Regions from separate parts of the Mus musculus genome. Here all the other regions are linked to region 2. The links are chromatin contacts, called in public Hi-C, HiCAR-type and promoter capture Hi-C maps. All regions are on one chromosome and are shown on one strand. Each heading gives the region's core, a stretch centred on a gene start, on an enhancer-like site or on the middle of the called end of the contact. The rest is flanking DNA. Distances are from core to core; before and after follow the strand shown. Region 1 holds the start of Nol12 (nucleolar protein 12). Region 2 holds the start of Aco2 (aconitase 2, mitochondrial). Region 3 holds the start of Pdxp (pyridoxal (pyridoxine, vitamin B6) phosphatase). Region 4 holds the start of Gtpbp1 (GTP binding protein 1). Region 5 holds the start of Gcat (glycine C-acetyltransferase (2-amino-3-ketobutyrate-coenzyme A ligase)). Region 6 holds the start of Ddx17 (DEAD box helicase 17). Region 7 holds the start of Cby1 (chibby family member 1, beta catenin antagonist).

What was found. Promoter capture Hi-C pulls out the DNA fragments that hold promoters and counts their contacts. A called contact is a pair of places that touch in the nucleus more often than the background predicts. HiCAR-type assays count read pairs that join an accessible place to other places.
Region 1: a contact with region 2 is called in a promoter capture Hi-C map of pre-B cells, with 2.5 times the contacts expected there. The contact joins the promoter of Nol12 here to the promoter of Aco2 in region 2.
Region 3: a contact with region 2 is called in a promoter capture Hi-C map of pre-B cells, with 4 times the contacts expected there. The contact joins the promoter of Pdxp here to the promoter of Aco2 in region 2. A contact is called at or near these places in 1 of 39 promoter capture datasets (pre-B cells) and 1 of 115 datasets of contacts at active chromatin or transcription factors (astrocytes).
Region 4: a Hi-C map of B cells shows a contact between it and region 2, with 6 read pairs. The contact joins the promoter of Gtpbp1 here to the promoter of Aco2 in region 2. A contact is called at or near these places in 1 of 39 promoter capture datasets (pre-B cells), 1 of 484 Hi-C or Micro-C datasets (B cells) and 1 of 115 datasets of contacts at active chromatin or transcription factors (astrocytes).
Region 5: a HiCAR-type map of kidney shows a contact between it and region 2, with 7 times the contacts expected there. The contact joins the promoter of Gcat here to the promoter of Aco2 in region 2. A contact is called at or near these places in 2 of 115 datasets of contacts at active chromatin or transcription factors (astrocytes and kidney).
Region 6: a contact with region 2 is called in a promoter capture Hi-C map of pre-B cells, with 3 times the contacts expected there. The contact joins the promoter of Ddx17 here to the promoter of Aco2 in region 2. A contact is called at or near these places in 2 of 39 promoter capture datasets (cranial neural crest and pre-B cells) and 1 of 484 Hi-C or Micro-C datasets (CD4 T cells).
Region 7: a promoter capture Hi-C map of pre-B cells shows a contact between it and region 2, with 2.6 times the contacts expected there. The contact joins the promoter of Cby1 here to the promoter of Aco2 in region 2. A contact is called at or near these places in 4 of 39 promoter capture datasets (the 3T3-L1 cell line, cranial neural crest, hippocampal neurons and 1 more) and 1 of 9 other capture datasets (adipose tissue).

The regions. Positions count from the first base shown.
Region 1 is chr15:78,933,487-78,936,186 of GRCm38.p6, forward strand. Nol12 (nucleolar protein 12) reads left to right here and starts at 1,447. Exons shown (of 6, transcript NM_133800.3): 1 at 1,447-1,589. The coding sequence starts at 1,504.
Region 2 is chr15:81,871,208-81,873,945 of GRCm38.p6, forward strand. Aco2 (aconitase 2, mitochondrial) reads left to right here and starts at 1,256. Exons shown (of 18, transcript NM_080633.2): 1 at 1,256-1,341. The coding sequence starts at 1,306. It overlaps Phf5a (PHD finger protein 5A), which reads right to left and starts at 685. Exons shown (of 4, transcript NM_026737.3): 1 at 606-685. The coding sequence starts at 657.
Region 3 is chr15:78,912,646-78,915,345 of GRCm38.p6, forward strand. Pdxp (pyridoxal (pyridoxine, vitamin B6) phosphatase) reads left to right here and starts at 1,274. Exons shown (of 2, transcript NM_020271.3): 1 at 1,274-1,886. The coding sequence starts at 1,325. It overlaps Gm30368 (a long non-coding RNA gene), which reads right to left. Exons shown (of 6, transcript XR_003951546.1): 5 at 2,646-2,700.
Region 4 is chr15:79,689,582-79,692,281 of GRCm38.p6, forward strand. It overlaps Gtpbp1 (GTP binding protein 1), which reads left to right and starts at 1,315. Exons shown (of 12, transcript NM_013818.2): 1 at 1,315-1,517. The coding sequence starts at 1,326.
Region 5 is chr15:79,029,488-79,032,187 of GRCm38.p6, forward strand. Gcat (glycine C-acetyltransferase (2-amino-3-ketobutyrate-coenzyme A ligase)) reads left to right here and starts at 1,387. Exons shown (of 9, transcript NM_013847.4): 1 at 1,387-1,633. The coding sequence starts at 1,447. H1f0 (H1.0 linker histone) reads left to right here. Exons shown (of 1, transcript NM_008197.3): 1 at 1-1,017.
Region 6 is chr15:79,545,311-79,548,010 of GRCm38.p6, forward strand. Ddx17 (DEAD box helicase 17) reads right to left here and starts at 1,431. Exons shown (of 13, transcript NM_001040187.1): 1 at 885-1,431. The coding sequence starts at 934.
Region 7 is chr15:79,657,909-79,660,608 of GRCm38.p6, forward strand. Cby1 (chibby family member 1, beta catenin antagonist) reads left to right here and starts at 1,319. Exons shown (of 5, transcript NM_028634.3): 1 at 1,319-1,385. It overlaps Fam227a (family with sequence similarity 227, member A), which reads right to left and starts at 1,048. Exons shown (of 18, transcript NM_029407.1): 1 at 773-1,048.

The sequences.
Region 1 (2,700 bases), core at 197-2,696, 2.9 Mb before region 2:
CTCTCTGAGCAGACATATTAGCTTCTGAGGGAGTGGCCAGGAAGCTGGGAAGGGAGACCAAACACCAAAGCTCAGACAATCTAGCTCACATTTGATCACTGGCACAATCCCTGCTCTCCCCCCACCCCGTTTGGCTTTGGTTTTTTGAGACAGGATTTCTCTGTGTAGCCCTGGCTGTCGTGGAACTTACTCTGTAGACCAGGCTGGCCTCGAACTCAGAGATTTCCCTCTGCACCAACTGAGTCTGGGAGAATATTGTGTTATGCACTTCTGACCCGACACACTTGTCCCACCACAGTCACGGCTCTCAGTTTGCTGCACGCAGGAGCAATATTCAGGGTCACCAGAGAATGTTCTAGAAATGGACATTCTGGGGCCCTGCCAAGTGTGTTGAACCCTGAACCCTCAATTTGGATTTCAGCAAGCCTTTAAGTGCATGCCAGAGTTCCAGGGCCACCTCTTTACAGCCTTACAAAGTCACTACAATGATCTCTATTTTATAAATAGGAAAGTGAGACACAAAGAAAAAGGCAATTTGGGGGCTGGAGAGATGACTCCAATGGTTAACAGTGCCTACTTGTCTTATAGAGGACCAAGGTTTGATTCTCAGTACCCACATGACTCACACACCATCTGTAACTCTAAGATTTATTTATTTATTATATGTAAGTCACTGTAGCTGTCTTCAGACACACCAGAAGAGGGAGTCAGATCTCATTAGGGATGGTTGTAAGCCACCATGTGGTTGCTGGGATTTGAACTCAGGACCTTCGGAAGCAGTCGGGTGCTCTTACCTGCTGAGCCATCTCACCAGCCCCCATCTGTAACTCTAGTTGCAGGGGATTTCATACCGTCTTCTGGCCTTGTAGGTCCTCATACAGTAGACCTAAACTCACTTAGGCACAGTATTTTTTTAATCTTACTTATTTATTTATAGACAGGGTCTCTTTATTGTCTAGCTCTGCTCTGGTTGTCCTGGAACTCACTGTGTAGCTTAGGCTGACTTTGATCCACCTGCCTCTGCCTCTCAGGTACTGGGATAAAGATGTATGCCACCTCCCCTAGCCCATAATTTATGATTTAATCTTTTTTTTTTAAAGGGGGGCAATTGCTTTTGAGTCACATACTTTGTAAAGGAATACCAGTGTTTGCATCTAGGCAGTTTCCCTCGCTCAAGGAAATCATGAAAGAGTTGACATCTGAATTCAATTAAGTTCAGTAATTCTTAGCGGTTTATAAATAACTCCAGATTGAGCGCTTGTTCGAGGCAGGTCAGATGATGGAATCGGGGAGCCTAGTTCTCACCGAAGCCATTCTGGGAGGATTGTTCAGAAGACCTGAACCAAAGCTGAGGCAGGACGGGAGGCTCCTTTAAAAGGTGGAGCCAAATCTGCGGAACTGTGGAACAAGGCCACGAAGAGCGCCCTACCGGAAATCTGAAACTGCTACACCCGGAAGTGTTTTAAAGTCAGAAGCGGCCACGCTGCCGGAAGCTTCACTGCAATGGGCCGCAACAAGAAGAAGAAGAAAAGAGATGGAGACGACCGGCGGCCCCGGCTCGTTCTCAACTTTGATGAAGAGAAGCGGCGGTGAGTGGCAGGGTGGAAAGAGACTCCCGTCGGGCTGCCGGGGGAAGCGCGCCAGGCACAGGGCGCGCACGCCCACGCGGAGGGTTCTTCCGGCCCCGCCCCTGGATGTAGCTGGAGCTCGCCTTCCTCTTTCCCCACCTCGGGGGATGGAGTCGCCCGCTCCTCCCTCGCTGTTTACGGCTCTCAGCGCTGCGCCTTGGACCACCGGAGTGCCGCGCCGTCTATTGTCACAGCCCATAGCTGGCTCCCAGTCGTTGTTGACGAAGGACGAGCCGATGGGATGAGAGAGGTTTAGTTCATTGATTCACGCACCAGACTGCGTGCCAGCCAAGCCTGAGACCAGAGGCTGAACTGCTTTTTAGTGTCACCGTAAATAGCACCTTGTGGTCTGATGGCTCTCAACCTGTGGGTCGCGACCCCCTTAAACCCATCGGAAAAGAGATAATATTTACATTACGATCCATAACAGTAGCAAAATACAGTTAAAACCCCTGGTGTAGTGTACCAACGGAAACCGTAATTGCAAAGCCTGGTAGTGCAGACCTATAATCCTAGCCATCCCGGATGCTGAGGCAGGAGGATTGCAAAGTAAAACCCTGTGCGGGAAAGTTCAAGAACGGTATGGGCATTTGGACAATTTGTCCCTGTCTCCAAGACAATATAAACGAATTAATTTATTAGACCATTTGCCTAGCTCGAATAAGGTACTAAGCGTAATTAACTTCCAATACAGCAAACTCAGGAACAGCAGAGATTAGACAGGAAGAAGGAAGCACGAGTCAGGAAGGTGGGGGCACTCCTAGGACCCGCCACACAGGACCCAGGTGGGTTCAGGAGTCAGGTGGCCTTGAGGACTGGTTGTTGGTTGGTTCAGTGAAAGAGTTTTGGGGTCTGGGTGAAGGCATTATTAGAAAGCCTTACTAGAAGTGACTCCTATGAAATAAAGTTTGCCAGTGTGGGAACAGTGACCACCAGCTCTGTGTATTGACCACCTGGCCTTTTGTGTACTTAGCAAGGGGCAGGAAGGCCAGGTGAGCTAGGTGACGTTTGGTTAGTGATGGAGCGCGTACTGAGACTATAGCTTCCAGCATAGGTGTGTGGTAGGTTATAC
Region 2 (2,738 bases), core at 6-2,505:
TAAAACATCGTTAAAATTAAGGTTGTGAGGTAGCAAGCAAAGTTTTTCGTCAAACTGAGTATAGAGGATGGCGAAGGTAGCAATGATTACAGTCAACCGTACAGGATCGTGGTCACATTCTCCTTTCCTCCCTCTCCACTGTCCCCCACCCCCTACTTTTTTGTGATAGAATCCCACTGTGTAGCTTGAGTTAGCTTTTAAGCTCTAGCCAGGCTCGAACTCGCAGCAATCTTCCAGCCTTCTGCCTCCCAGGTGCTGGGATTACAGACAAGAGTTCCCGGCCCACGACCCTAAATTTTGCTTTACACCAAAGGCCATGTCAAAAATAAAAAAAATGTCTGGAACCCCCCAAAATTCAAAGTATTCTAGACCGGCTTCTCCAGACCTGGCACAGAGGATCCCGCCAGCCTTAGACTCCCGGATGCGCGCTGCTGCCCTCTTCTAAGATGCCACAAGCCGGTGAGCGCTGCTAGAATACCCAGGCACCGTAAGGCGCGAAACGTGGACACGGCAAACCAGAGCCCTAAAGAGGAGGCTGAAGTCCCTAGTCCCCCACTTTCTAATCCCATCCCACTCAACCAAAAGGGAGCACGTCCCCAACTCACCCACACCAGCCTGCTTGCGGCAGAAAATCAAATCTGGATGATGTTTAGCCATAACTCTTTTTCCAAGCCGGCGGCCGGAAGCTTAGGGAACTTCCGCCCGACCTTTAACCTACGGCGTGCTTACTTCCGTTCCTCCGTGATTGGCCATTAAGCTGTCCGTCAGCCTTTAGCCTCGGGGGGTGGGGGGGGGCACCAAAACCGGCTAGATCTCGCGAGAGTTTCCTCGCTAGGTCCTTGCAGGTGCACCAAAGGTTTTTGAATAAAATTCTCTTTACTTCCAGATTTGAACTCATAAACTGAAGTTTGTTCTTGGGTAAAAATTCTACATATGTTGCATTCTGTGTTGGGGATTGACGCCAGGGCTTCTTGCATGCTTCCGCCAAGTATGTTGATTTGGGGATATTCTCTTTCCTGGATGACCTTGAACTCCTGCCTCCCCTCCAGCTTCCACACCCAAGGGCAAAGGTGACAAGGTTGCGCCGAACGCCGAGTTGGCAGTTTCCCCGCATCTTTGCTTTCCACGCCGGGTTTCCGTCATGTAAGCCCCGCCCACTGTGCTATCTGCACTCTTGGCTGCGGGAGGAGGCCCCACCCTCGCGGTTGACTCGTCTCTCTGTAAGCCCCGCCCCCTTCGATGCTTTTTTAAGGGCGCCATTTGTCACGTCACTTTCATGCGACCTCATCTTTGTCAGTGCACAAAATGGCGCCTTACAGCCTCCTGGTCACCCGGCTGCAGGTAAGCGAGCCCAGAGACGTGGGTTTACGGGGGCGGGGAGCCTCCTGCCTTGCCCGCGGCTGTAGGCGAGGCCAGGCGAGGCGGGCTCGATTCGCGGCTGACGTTCCGTGCACCTGTCGCGGTTGCAGGCCCAGCGCCCTTGTGGGTTCCTGCGTTGTCCTAGGTCAAGGCGTCCCTGGCACAGGCTGTTCGCAGTTCCCATCCCCGCCCGCCGGCAAGCTTGGGTTTAAGCAGCGGCAGCCTGGTCCAGGGTGGAGGCACTCCTTTTTTTCTGAGGGTGGAATCCATGCTCCCCCAGGGTGGTTTTCTGTTCCTCAAGGTGATGACAAGGTGATTGGGGGGCGCGGTGGTTGTGGGTTCCTCTAAAGCCGGGTGCTTGAAGCCTTCACTTCCCACCAGTAGCAGAGACTCGTCGCCTCATTTATCCGTGGTTGCCGGGCATGGAGTTTGCAGAAGCTATATCCACTACTACCCTTTGAGGAGACTCGGGGTCATAGACACAAGAAGGACTATTCTGGGCCCCACCATAATAAATAGTCACGATAAGAGTGCTTTCTCACCTTTGCAGCAGATGTCAAGGCTGTTTACTAATGTTACAGATGTTTTATCTGACGACATAGATGTGAGATAATTTTTCCCCCAACTTGGTAGGTGGAAAAACTGGAAGATATAGACAAAGTAGTGGCTTTCATGGTGTCACTAAAGGATCATAGCCTGAGCAGTGACCCTGCAGACCCTCTCTTCTTGTTGTTCATGGCAGCTAATATCACAGAACTTTCTGAATCAGGGTGTGATCGTTTGTATTTGTCAGAATACAGAATCAAATATTTTGAAGTCACCGATAGTTGCTTTCCAGATACTAGGTGGAAAGATGAGAAGAGTGAACAGTTTGACCTTGACTGTTATGAGACGTCTAGAAAATTGACTATGCCTGTCAGATGGTTTCCCACTACTAACCTTACAGCCCTAGAAACGTATAATGTTTACTGTAAAGAATGTATTTTGTTCATAAAAAGAAATCCATAAAATAACTGTAGACATTTTCTGGCAACCTTTCATGATTACTTTTGTGAATTTGTTTTGGATCAACTTGGAACATAGAATTAATAATTTTTAAAAATTATGTGCCTTACTCCCAGGAGGCATTATCATTTGAAGTTTTCTTTATCAAATTACTTAAAATCAAACTGCAAAATCAAACTCATTTATCTGAACAAATCATTTAACTTTTGGCCAATGAAAGGGATTTGCAGCTAAATTATCTCTGGTTCTTTTGATTCTTTAGACAGTACGATGAGTTCTGTCCTGACCCCACTGTCCTATGATTTAGTGGAGTCAGGCAAAGACTATTTAATAGGATACATGACCTTTGAGTTTGTAAGAAAAGAATTATGTCA
Region 3 (2,700 bases), core at 24-2,523, 3.0 Mb before region 2:
GCTGTCTATGGTCTTCTAGGCTAAGAAACCCATTACAAAAGGCACAAAGAACAGAAAATAGTTGGGCCTCAAAGGCACGGTTTTTCTTCGGTCTCTTCCCTTCAGTTGCTCTGGGTTAGACAGCTACAGTTCTGCTTAGAACCAAAATATTGTGACAGTACAGATCCCTGTTCATCCCTGGTCCCCATACTTTGAATTACTGGTTATTCAAAGGCTTGACAGATTAAAAGGTTTCCGTCTACAAAATGGAGACCTAGGCAGTTGGGATCACCCCATCAATAAAATGGGTTACCAATTGGGCCTGGCCATCAAAATAGTGCCTAGTGCCCCCACACACATAAAACATGAAATCAGATCTCTGGGTTCCTGTCTTACAGCCATGTGTTTGATTATCTATTTATTTATTTATTGGGTTTTTTTTTTGTTTTGTTTTTTTGTTTTTTGAGACAGGGTTCTCTGAATACCCTTGGTCCTAGTACTTGCTCTGTAGACTAGGCTGGCTTGGAAATCAGAGCTCTTCCTACCTCTGATTCTGAGTGCTGGGATTAAATGTATGTGTTCGCATCGCCCGGCTAGAACGTTTTAACATTCATCTGTGTGGATGTGTGTGTGGAGGTCAGAAAACAACTGGAAGGAGTATGTTCTCTCCACCGTGAGGTTTCTGAAGAAGGAACTCGGGTCCTCAGCCTTGACAGCAAACTGCCATCATCTGCTGAACCATTCCACTGACCTGTACCTGTGTTTTAAAAATCATTTATCTAAAGCCATCGAACTATAAAGTATACATCTTACTAAACGGAAATTATACAACAACAACAACAAAAAAAAAAAACAAGTTCCCCAGGAGACTCCACAGCACAGTCAGATGACCAGAAGGATCACTGACCAGGTCTAAGAGCCCAGGCCAGCTTGCGAAGTCACGGGTGATGGAGCCCTGGCTCCATCACATCCACATGTTTCTAATGAGCCTCAATGGTTCCGAGGGCAACAAGATGTGGCCCGAAGACAACATCTCTCTCAGCCTCTGTTTTTCTCCTAGCAACCATCTGGCCTACGTTTTTAATTGGCTGGGAAGCGCACGGCGATTCGCTGCAGACCAGGCTGTCTCTTCATTGGTCGCCTCCTTCTAGTGGCGCCCGCGGTCCCGCCCCTTTCTCCGAGCTCCTTCGGGATCGGCCAGCACCTTCGACTAAATTCTAGTCGCTATTGGCTGAAGCCTGTGTTCGTAGCCCCGCCTCCTCCCCGTTCTGCGCGCCAATTGGTGAAGCTGCCCCTTGTCCACGGAGGGAGCGCAGCGCGCGCGTGCGAGCGGCCAGCCGGCTGCATGGCGCGCTGCGAGCGGCTGCGCGGCGCGGCCCTGCGCGACGTGCTGGGCCAGGCGCAGGGAGTCCTGTTCGACTGCGACGGAGTGCTGTGGAACGGCGAACGCATCGTGCCGGGCGCCCCTGAGCTGCTGCAGCGGCTGGCGCGGGCCGGCAAGAACACGCTGTTCGTGAGCAACAACAGCCGGCGCGCGCGGCCCGAGCTGGCGCTGCGCTTCGCCCGCCTGGGCTTCGCGGGGCTGCGCGCCGAGCAGCTCTTCAGCTCCGCGCTGTGTGCCGCGCGCCTCCTGCGCCAGCGGCTGTCCGGGCCGCCCGACGCATCGGGCGCAGTGTTCGTGCTGGGAGGCGAGGGGCTGCGCGCTGAGCTGCGCGCCGCGGGGCTGCGCCTGGCGGGGGACCCCGGCGAGGACCCGCGCGTGCGCGCCGTGCTCGTAGGCTACGACGAGCAGTTTTCCTTCTCCAGGTTGACCGAGGCGTGCGCGCACCTGCGCGACCCCGACTGCCTGCTCGTGGCCACCGATCGCGACCCTTGGCACCCGCTCAGCGACGGAAGCCGGACCCCCGGTGAGCACGGGACTGGGCGCGGGGATGTGTGCTGGGACCTGACGCGCTTTTCGGAATTCCTGCAGCTGCCGCCTGTCGGATAGTGGCCGAGGACCAGTTTGACACACGAGCCACCTTAGGCTCACTGTAGCTCAGGGAATTGCAGGTGGGATACAGATTTGGAACCGGCCTCTTGGGCTTTTGTCATTGGCCCCACCCACTTTGCAGGAGGGTTTGTCGAAGCGGTCTGGAAGGATGATGCCGGTGGAGAGCTGGATCCGCGCATCCAGAATCAGGGTAGTGGGGAAACTAGGGGGTAGTGGAGCTTGACCTTAGGCCAGTGGGGAGACTGGAAGGTAGTGGAGCTTGACCTCAGTTCCAGTTCTGGCCCTGTTTGGTTAACCCTGTGAGTTACATAACCTCGGAACCTGGTTTCCAGTGGGGTTCTTTACCATGTCGGTTATCCCCAGGCTTTTGAACCCAGCCCTCTAGTTTATTAATAGCTTCCTGAAGCTCCTTAATGGTGCCTTCATTTCCTTTCCAGATTAGTTCAAAAATAAGAGTTTTGGCCCATTTCACAGTTAAAGAAATTGGTACTTAAGGGAGGTGAGCTGCCAGGGAACACACAGCATAGAGCAGGGGAACCTGACTTGGCCTTTGGGGACCCCCCATCCATCCATCCACCCATCCAAGAGCAGTCCAGGCTGTTCAGGCCTGTACCTAAACAGAAGCGCTGACCTCTGGCATGAGCCCCAAGAGATGGAGGGATCAGAGACTTACCAGATAGTGATGAATGGCTATAGACAGGTTTGGTTCCTCCAGATGAGACATGGAC
Region 4 (2,700 bases), core at 65-2,564, 2.2 Mb before region 2:
AGGCCCTGCACAAAGGTGGCACACAGACATACACACACACACACACACACACACACACACACACACACCATTCATACAAAATAAAAACAAATCTCAGTAAAAAACCATTAAGGTCAGGTTTCCAGCAGCATCTGCTCACAGACTTGGTAGTACGTTAAAAATGAGGACAAGACTCTCCCCGAATTAGGTGACGGCTATATTGTACCCTTTTCCTTACTTACTATATACATCCTGTGGTCCAATCCCTAAATTTCTCGTACTTCCTCAGGCGGCTGCTCTTTTTTTTAATCTATTACCAGGAGGAGTGGCCAGGTCCAGCCAGCATAATTAGATCTTGGTAAAAAACAGAACTCACCTAATAGTCTAAATTTTTCAGACATTTGAAACGGGAATTTCAGGTACACGAACGGCGGGTTTTTTTTTTTTTTTTTGGACTGGGACTTTCCACAAGTGGCAACTGAAAAATAAGCCACAAGAAACTACCTTGACAGATCCTAGACCTGTGGCTCAGCTGTTCACCAAAAACGTGAGGGGATTTACGCTAGAGTTTGGGCTGTCAACATCTTTCTGTTCACTCAGTTGCTCTCCGAGGAGTCATGAATGGAACTCCCTGAGGTCAGCATTTAATTAATTGTCTTGGTCTGGCGGCTGTAATATTACCACTCCTGGAATACATAGCATCGATTCTACTATAAAAATTGCCTTGCGCATGCCAGCACGCCGGACACAGTGTTGCAGCAACTGCCTTCAATCATTCGGAGTGCCAGGCTCATTTCACAGTTTACTATCTGGGTATGCGGCGGCCAGACGCGCGGGACTTAGGGAGGACAAGATTGGGTCCCGCCCTTGTCCATCATTTTGAGAGGCTCCAGGCGGGACTGTTTTGCAGTATGATTTGGAGGCTGGCCCCGCCTCTGGAAAGTGAGGTGGGGAGTAAAGAATGGATGCCTCTTTTCATTGGATTGTTGTCAAGTCAGTCAAACCTCTGCTTCGCTCCCGTTGGCGGGAAGGATCCAGGCAGGTAGCGTGCACGCTGTGTTGGCCCCACTAGAGGTGGGACCAAGGCTCCCGACCACTACGACGTTTGTTGTTAGGGTTTTGGTCTCATTAATTATTCATTAAAGTATTTGAGAGAGCTGCGACGATTGGTAAATGAGAGACTGGGTCTTCTGTGTCTCCGCTAGAGATACGTGACAGTCTCGGGAGGCGGGGAAGCCGCGCATAAATTATTCTAACAAGAAGGGGCGGGGCCGAGCATAAATTAGTTAAATGAGCCAGGGAGGGAGGGCGGGCGGCCGGCTGCGAATTAGCTTAAGTTCTTAAAGATGGCGGCGGAGCGGAGTCGCTCCCCGGTCGACTCGCCGGTGCCGGCCTCGATGTTCGCCCCCGAGCCTAGCTCTCCGGGGGCGGCTCGGGCCGCCGCGGCCGCGGCCCGACTCCATGGCGGCTTCGATTCTGACTGCAGCGAGGACGGCGAGGCGCTCAACGGCGAGCCGGAGCTGGACCTCACCAGCAAGGTAGGCCCGGGAGGCGGCGGCGGGGCCAGGGGTACGCGGAGGGGCCGGACGGTCTCCGAGGCGACGGCGGGCAGCCGGCTGTCCAGTGGCACGGCTCACGGGAGCGCTGAAGGGATGCAGCCCGCCCACCTGCCGCTCTCCCGAACCTGCCGGGCCCGGGCCCACTCTCCGCACCGGGCAGCGTCCACCCGGCCTCCCGCGCTTCCCGCTCCCGCCTCGATCGCTGCCACTTGGCTCCGCCACGTGGAACGGGGTTCCCGACTCGGGCCGCGCGCCCTGTGTCCCTGTCCCCGTGTGGATCAGCCCGCCCTCCCCAGGAGGGGGGTCCCTGAGACGCAGGGTCTTCCTCTTCTAGGAGCATCCCGGAGGACCAAGTGTCAAGGTGGCTTGGGCAGGGGGCGGGATACTCACGAAGACAGGTAGCCAGTCTAAGGGGTGGCAGCCGTTTCTCTTCCTGGTCTCTGGAAAGTAAACAGAAAGTAGTTGCTCAGTCGGCGAGAATGATGTCCGAGGAGCGTCCTCTTTCCGTGTCCACCCAAATAAAATAAAAAGATGGGACCGACAAGATGGCTCAGCAGGTAAAGGGGCTTGCCTCCTAAGTTTGACAACCTCAGTTCGATCCCCAGGACTCACCTAGTGAAGGAGAGAACTGATTCGTACACCGTGGCACTCGTCGCCTTCCCACACCCTGCCTTGTTATAATTAAAAAAAAAAATAGGCATGACCCTCAGCCTTGCCACTTACGAGTGGAGCCACCTCTTGTATTCATGCAATATGGAAGGGCATCTTTAAGTAGCATCTTCTGCGGTGTTGAGAAGGTAGGCAGAAATGAAGATCTCACCACTTACTTGGCATTGTGGAAAATAAGAAAGTAACTATAAGATGTTACTGGTGTTTAGAAAGTGTCAAACATCACTAAAGAAACTGATGCCAAGGGAGGGACTGGGCTTCCCTTCCAACTGTTGCCATTAAAAGGGTCTGTGACCTTAGGAAACTTTCTTAACCTCTCACTTCTCCAGCATCTCATCAAGAAAATGCAGATGTGTTGCAAAAATTAGAAGAGAGCTGGGCAGTGGTGGTGCGTGCCTTTAATCCCAGCACTTGGGAGGCAGAGGCAGGTGGATTTCTGAGTTCGAGGCCAGCCTGGTCTACAGAGTGAGTTCCAGGACAGCCAGGGCTACAC
Region 5 (2,700 bases), core at 137-2,636, 2.8 Mb before region 2:
GCAAACAGACCTCATCTTTGTAATGATGGAGACGTACTTTTTTCTTGATTTGATATTAACCTTCTTACGGGGTTAGGGATGGGAGGGGGGAGGATGTGTGTTTCAGTCGGTGGTTTGTTTACTATGAAGGAACTGGCAAAGTTCTGGCTAGGTGAGGGGACCCAGGAACTAAGGTTTGTCTTCCAAGACTTTCTTAGACTGCTTGTCCCTCGTGAGCTTTTCAAAACCTTTGATGGGGAGCAGGTGACACCCCACCTAGCTGGCCAAGGAGGGAGGGAAAATTCCCTGGGGCTGCCCTACCAACGGTGGTAAGTTGGAGACCTGGTTGCTTTTTCTCTTCTGCCCTAGTGCCTCCCCATTGTCTAAAGGGGCAAAGGGGTCCAAGTGACAGCTGGTTAGAGAAGCCATAGCTTCTCACAACCAGGATCTAGCCATTGGGAAGGAGGGGTCTTTTTCAGTAGTCTCTGGTTAAATGCGAGTGGACTTAGGGGGAGGGGTGGGTAATCAGCCAAGTGCCTCAGTGTGCCTATGGAAACTTGGGTTTTTTCCACACGATTGATGGATTGCGTCCTAGCAGGACTTTGTACGTTTCCTTTCTTCCCTTTCCTGTGTAAGATGTGGCTTTGCTTGGTGCCGCTTCAGGTCTACCAGCTGCCACTTAAAACCCTCCAACCTCTTTTACTCTTTGAGTTTTTTTTCTAAGTAGCGGAGGAGGGGGAGAGGCAGGGAGTGGACTGTAAGACATACTCCAGTTGATTCGAATTTGCTAGGTAGCTTTAGAGAGGCAGGATTGTGTGCATGTGTGTATATGTATATATCCATATCTAAGACTAGGACTTAGTCTCACTTCGGGAGCTGGGAGAAAAAAATCTGTACAGTTGTCTTTCTCTTATTTTAATAAAATTAGAAACTCGCGCACCCTACCCCACCCCTTTTTAAACAAGTGTAACTAGTGCCCGGGAGAAATTACTGTGGTTGTAATTTTAAAACTTTAAAATAAAACTGGAAAGGAAAAAATCTGAGTGGTGCGTTTTTCTTTAACTGGAGGAGAGAGGAGCGATCTGACGGGCAATGTGGGGACGCCACGTTCGCGCCAGAGAATAGCAAAGCTTTGGAGTGACAGGGACGCTCCAACAGGAGGGTCAGCTGGGCACGTAGGTGGGTCTTCGGGAGAGGTAGGTGTGTAGGCAAGGTCTCGGGAGGAGAGGCGTTGAAGTCGCTTTCTCCGCCTACTCAGCTTCCCCATCGCGGACCTCCCGGGTGTCGACTTACAAATCAATCCTTTCTTGGCGGGCCGACGCTGTCAGGCTCCGCCCGCGGGTGGAGTCTCCCATCCTTTTAAAGTGAGCTCCTGTTGTTCTGATTTGCTGCCGGGGCCCTGCCCACGTCACGTGACGGGGAGCACTAGACTTCAGGCTGGCCAGCGCACTTTAGCCTGTGGGCGCGATGTGGGCCAGCTTCATGTGGCACGGGGCGCTGTCCCCTGGCCGCCGCGCACATTCAGCGCTGGCTCAGTTGCGCTGCATCCTGGACAGCGAACTGGAAGGGATCCGCGGAGCCGGCACCTGGAAGAGTGAGCGTGTGATCACGTCCCGCCAGGGACCGAGCATCCGCGTGGACGGCATCTCGGGAGGTAACTTCCCCTCCTGAGAGTCCTCGTACCTGGTCAGGAGGCCAAGAGCCCTTCCAAGGCTTGCATGTGAATGGAGGCCCTAGGGTGGGTGTGGGAGAGGCACGTGCACTCTTAGCTGCTGGTCTGTCTGGGGCACACTATGGCCTCCTTGTGTTAACTCCACCTGTTTAAACCTGTTTCAAAGGAGGGAGGTGATTTTAATCCGTCAGCACCTTTTGGGTGAGAGAGCTAGGCTGCACTGAGACCCCACCCTATGAGAAAAAGAGAGCGATATCCAGCTGCCTCAGCTCCCTACACCTAGTTTCCAGGAGGAGTGACTGGAACAAAACTTTCCTTGAGCAGATGTGTGTGAAGGGCTCCAGTTGCTGCACCTTTACTCATGATGGCATCTGTATGCAAGAGGGACCATTCCCCCCCCCCCCCTTGGTTTTTTGAGACAGGGTTTCTCTGTGTAGTCCTGGCTGTCCTGGAACCTGCTCTGTAGACCAGGCTAGCCTCAGCCTCCAAATTGATCTCAGCATCCAAATTGCTGAGATCAAAGACATACAGCACCAAGCCTGGTTTGAGAGACCAATTTTTAGGGAAAGGAAATATGCTGTTATCCCAGCATTCAGGTCTATACAGAGAAACCCTGTCTCAAAAAACATAAATAAATAAGAAAGGAAGAAGGTGAAATACAAGTAGATTTCCCCAGACCCTTCACTGGTCAGCTCCAGTGTCCCAGGATATTGGAGTGGAAGACCAGCTTCCTCCCAAGAGGCTAAAGTCTTTTTTTTTTTAAGATTTATTTATTATTATATGTAAATACACTGTAGCTGTCTTCAGACACTCCAGAAGAGGGAGTCAGATTTTGTTACAGATGGTTGTGAGCCACCATGTGGTTGCTGGGATTTGAACTCTGGACCTTCGGAAGAGCAGTCGGGTGCTCTTACCCACTGAGCCATCTCACCAGCCATGAGGCTAAAGTCTTAAGCAAGTAAGGGGACTAAGGCTGCAGAAGTTCTCATGCCTGTACCTGTCTTTCCCTAAAGAGAACCATAAAATGAACCTCTTGTCTTCTAACAATA
Region 6 (2,700 bases), core at 181-2,680, 2.3 Mb before region 2:
TACTCCACTTGCAAATGAAGCAACTGATACAAGTCTAAAACACTTCTAGAAATAACCAGTTTTCTTTTGTTTTCAATCTGTAATAATGGCCAAAACCCAATCTTTAGGAGATTTTAAGGCTAAGTCTAATAAGGATAATAATGTGGCTCCTATGTGTTATTTCCACTGGGCTTGCTTATAATCCCAAACTGCTTGGATCTTGAATAATGACCTAGGACAGAATAAAGCTTCTACAATTACGATTCCTTTACAAGGCTTATTCTGATTTTTTTTTCTTTCTACCACTGCCCTCACTTTGAACTCTGCTAACTGTTCTCTTGTTCTGATCTGTGTAGCCCAGGCTAGCTTTGAACTCCAAGCCTGACTCAGTCTCTAGTGCAGGGTGTGCCACCTCAAGGAGTTCTCTTGATTTCAACAGGCTTTGTTAGTTTCAAAAAAAAAAAAAAAAAGTCACCCGCAATTTGGATCTTTTGGAAAGCAACTCCAGCACTTCCCATTCCAATCTGATTCCACTTAACCAAAAATATAACAGAAAGGGAGTAAAACCTAGTTTAAAACCAAAAAAAGGCCTTTTCGACTCCAGTCCCTCTCTAACAGGGATGGCTAACATAGCGGAAAAGAAACGATCTCAAGCAGCTTTTCCTAGATTAAAACTTGAGCATCCGGATCCTCCCCCAGACAGACACTGCGGCCGGCCTGCAGGGATCAAATGATCAGCGAGCGGGCCAAGAGAGGCGACAAGGCTGGCCTGCCACTTCCGAGCCAGGATCGCGGTCCGCAGAGACGTCCGCCCAAGCCTGAGGCCTGCGCGCCGCCGCCATTGTACGGCGCGAGCCTCAGGGCTCTGCGGGCCACCCCGCCCCCCGCCCGCACCTCCCCCTTACCCTCCACGGTCCCTGTCACGATCCCGATCCCCAAAGCCGCCTCCACGCATGGTCCCAAACGGATAAAGATCTGGGAGCGGGGCACGGATGACCGAGCTCGGGAGGGCCTGCGGCTCGGGTCTAGTGATGACCGATGGCGGCGGCGGCGCCTCCGCTGTTGGGGCGGCGGCAGGCGCGGCGCTGTCTCGCTCCGACGCGCTGTCTCCCGTCGCAGACGCCACCGTCGCCGCCTCTCTCGTCGGAGACGGGAGCACAACTCAGAGAATCGGGGTTGTTAGGACAGTCGGGAGGTCTGGTCCCGCTCAAACCGGGCGGTGCCACGGTTGAGGCGTCTCCCTTCCTTCCCAGCAACTGCACAAAATGGCGGCGGCCGCGGAGACCGCTCCAACTTAACGCTACGCACGGCCCAGACGCTACGTAAACAGCGTCTGGAGGGCTCCGCGCGACGCCACGGACATTCTCGGAACCGCTTTACGTCGGTGACGGAGATGGGGGCCCTGGTCGGCCCACCTTAAACAAGGCAATGTGCGCAACCGGCGTAGGGTTCTCGCACCGCCAGCTCTAGAACGTTGGCTGGGGGTGGGGCGAGCCGTCGGCACGACGTCACAGTGTTGGCGTCGTTGGCCCGCCCACTATTGCGGGTCAGCGCAGTCTTCGTAGCGCATTCTGTTTCGAGAATGGACTTTTCCCGGCATTCCGAGCTCAACCCGGCGCTTGAGGCCGGCCTTGTGCAGACATAATGGTAGCACTCCACGTAGCCTTAGTCAGACTTCCGGGTCTCTGGGCAGTAGAACCCAGAGAGTCTTGAGGCCGCTTTCTTGGTTCCAACGTCCCAACGCCGTGTGCCCCAAGCTGGCCACACAGCCCGGCGCCATTTCTTTCCCGTCGCTTTTCGCCGCGCTGGCGCCGCAGCCATGTTGGATGCGTCGTGTCGCTCTCTTTCAGCGGCCAACAGCCTGGCTGGGCCAAAAGACACCCTGTGTTTCCCGCGTTTCTTACTGAGGTGCTATTTTCCGAACAAAGGGTTGGCACCTTTTCCTCTGGCCGTAGTTGACGCAGAGGCCACACCTTCCCAGAGTCCTTTCTGAGGTGGGCGCCTTGGACCTTAGCCACCATGAAAATGGGTGCCTTACCCGGGTGCCCCACTGCAGAAGCGGTGGGTTTGACAGGCTAGGATTTGCAAACCCTATCCGGGGAGGGCAGGCTGGGCTAGGCCGCCGGTGCCACCCAACTCCTAGATTGCTTTCTTTGGCTCGCCATCCCTGCGCACTGCCAAGCCACACAAACTTGGACATAGTTGCTTTACTAAATTGTGGAACTGCTGGGTTCCTTGAGACCTCTAGGCTCATTTCTACCGCCGCGGAGAATGGAGGCCGGCAGACTGGAGGCTTAGTCTTGTCTCATGTCCTGAGTGTTGCTTAGGTTAGGAAAGCCAGGAGAGTAAAGAGGCGTCTTGAGAAACGGTTCATTTGTCACTTCGGCCATGGAGAGCCAGGCATTGTGCTAGTTGCTGGGACACTGGGGATCCAACACGTTCCTTGGCACAGAGCTTTATTCTCTAGAGACGGAGAGGAGACAGATGACAAATGTGTATGTTAGACTTTTGCTGACTTGGAAAAGAAAATGGTGTTGAGGCTGTGGAACAGTGCTTGCTGACCGTGACTGAAGCCCTGGATTCAACACCCAGCACCTCCAAGAACAACAGCAAAAAAACACTAAAGGGAAGGCCATACTTTAATTCCAGCACTCGTGGGTGAATCTCTTGAGTTAAACGCCAGCTTGGTCTACCAAGTGAGTTCCAGAATAGCCAGGGTGA
Region 7 (2,700 bases), core at 69-2,568, 2.2 Mb before region 2:
GTAGGGGTTGAAGGCAGGCTGGGTGTGTGTCTGTAATTCCAGCACTGAGAGGCTGAGGCAGGAGGATGAGATAAGGAGTACCCAGGGAGACTTTATCTCAAAATACGAAAGGTGCTTCGGGGATAGCACCGGTAGAGGGCGCACAAGGTTTAATATCAAAAAGCTTCTAGAGCCTGGCGGTGGTGGCGGACGCCTTTAATCCCAGCACTTGGGAGGCAGGCGGATTTCTGAGTTTGAGGCCAGCCTGGTCAACAGACTGAGTTCCAGGACAGCCAGGGCTACACAGAGAAACCCTGTCTCGAAAAAAACAAACAAGCAAACAAACAAACATACAAACAAACAAACAAACAAAAAAACTTCTAGAATGATCGCAACTTTCAAATGTGTTCTGCTTTATGTTTCTGTAGCGGTTGCTACACTAGATATGGTTGATTTTGATGTGGAATTCTCTCTTCGAACGCTGTGTGGCAAAGGTGGAGGAAGACTGCTTGGAGCTGGGTCCTGTCCTTTATGGTGGGATGACCTCGTACACCCACTAGGCAGCCAAGAAACGCCTCCTGGATGGCCATTTCTTCATTTACCAAACCGAGCTACAATGTCCTTAGGACTTGAGGAATCCTGGAGCTGACTCTCCAGTTCTCTACCCCTTGTACACTGGGCAACCTTCCCTGGACCTCAGTTTCCCTTGCTTGTGGGAGTGTGGAGGAGGCAAGACTGGCAGGAGCCAGTTTGCTACTGGCAGGGAGTCGTCATATCTGTCCGTCTGTCTTACCTGAAAGCTTCGGCAGAAGCGTCAGGGCGGGTTCCGCCACCAGCCCCTCCAGTGACCGGACCAAGCTCCGGATGTCCGCCAGCATCCGCGGCCCAAGGGGCGCGGTTTGCTTTGTGGCCGGGGCGGGGGAGCTGCAGGTCGGTCCATTTTGCTACTGTGAGTCCAGCCTGGGTCACCACTTAACATTTTTAACACAACAAAGCAGCTTTCGGCCTGCTTTGTTGCCAAGGAAAACGATTACTATGACGACGGCGGCGCTGACCCGGGGACCAGACCAACGTATTTAGGGGGTCATGCCTCTCCCAGCCTATGCCACAAGGCATGTGTGTATCTCCAGAAGTCGTGCCCAAGGCATGTGTGTATCTCCAGAAGTCGTGCCCAAGGCTTTCTTCTATTCGTGAACCTTAGAGAGTCCGCAGGGGCTCCGCTGCTTCGCGGAGGCTCGTCTCGGAGCTGGCTCCCTCTGCATTCTCAGTGGTAGAAGCCAGAGAGGCTGCGCATGCGCACGATGGTTGCCCGGCGCCGGCCAATCGCGGTCGCGGCGGTTGACGCGGCCTGGGCAGATCCTTGCAGAAAGCTGCAGGCTAGCTCGGGATTCCGGCTTCGCAGACAGGTACCTCTGGGAGCGGCGGGCGGATATCCGTGCCAGTAGTGGTGGGTGGGATGCCCGGGTACCCCTGGAGAAGCGGGCAGGCTGGACCGTGGCATGCTCCGCGGGCACCTCTTGCGACGGAGACTCGGAGATGGTGTTTTGACCCCATCCTTTGAAGGTCTTCTCCTAACCCGTACAGAACTCTTTGGGTTTTGTGACCCGTGAGACTGGCTGGCTCTTAACTTTTTCGAGACACCTTTCCCTTTGAGAATCCAGTGAAAACCAAAGATGCTTCCTTCCTTTATTTTTTGTCAGAATGAAGAGAATGTATTTTATAGCCTGATGCAAACTAAAGCTTCGCACAGTAAGTGCATTTCCCTGTAAAGGGGGACAATTTGATCTACTTCTCAGGGTCATGGTGAGCATCAAATGTCCCAACAGTTTGTAAACATGAAAGCACTCTTAACCTACGAGCTGCAGGCTGTTATCATTCGTGATTATAAATAAGGGACGTCACTGGCCGGAGAAATGGATCAGAGTCTCAGAGAACTGGTTGCTGTTGCAGAGAACTGGGATTCGATTCCCAGCTCACAAACGCCAGTAACTCTAGTTGTAGAATCTGCAGACACAAGGCACGACCATGGTATCCCAGGCAAAACACTCAGACACATTAAAAACAACAGCAAACAAAGCCTTTGAGGCCCTTGGGGGATGATAAAACGTTGGACTCCCCAGAGGGTGAGCAACAGGGTTGGTTGGGAACCAAGTGCAAACCTTTAATTTTCTTGGCCCATAGTCTTCTATGAGAGAGCTTCCCTAAAGAACCCTAGGATACCTTGAACGGTGTGTGTATGTGTGTGTGTTTAAAAAAAAAAATCTGTGAAGGGGACTAGAGAAAAGGCTCAGTGAATGTGGGTACTTGCTGCTCAAGTGTGAGACCATGGATTCAAGTCCCCAACATCTCAGTTAAAAGCCTACCACAAGCCGGCGCGTGGTGGCACACGCCTTTAATCCCAGCACTCGGGAGGCAGAGGCAGGCGGATTTCTGAGTTCGAGGCCAGCCTGGTCTACAAAGTGAAGTTCCAGGACAGCCAGGGCTACACAGAGAAACCCTATCTCGAAAAACCAAAAAAAAAAAAAAAAAAAAAGCCTGCTACAAGCTCGGACCCCTGCAATGCTAACACTGTTGGTGGCGGAGACAGGATTGCTTGTGCTCGCTGGCCGCCAGTCTAGCTCCAGGTTCAGTGAGAGACCCCATCTAAAGGGAATGCAACAGGACACCTGACGTCCCCCCTCCAGACTCCGAATCTGCACACAAATATTAATAAAGTGGATA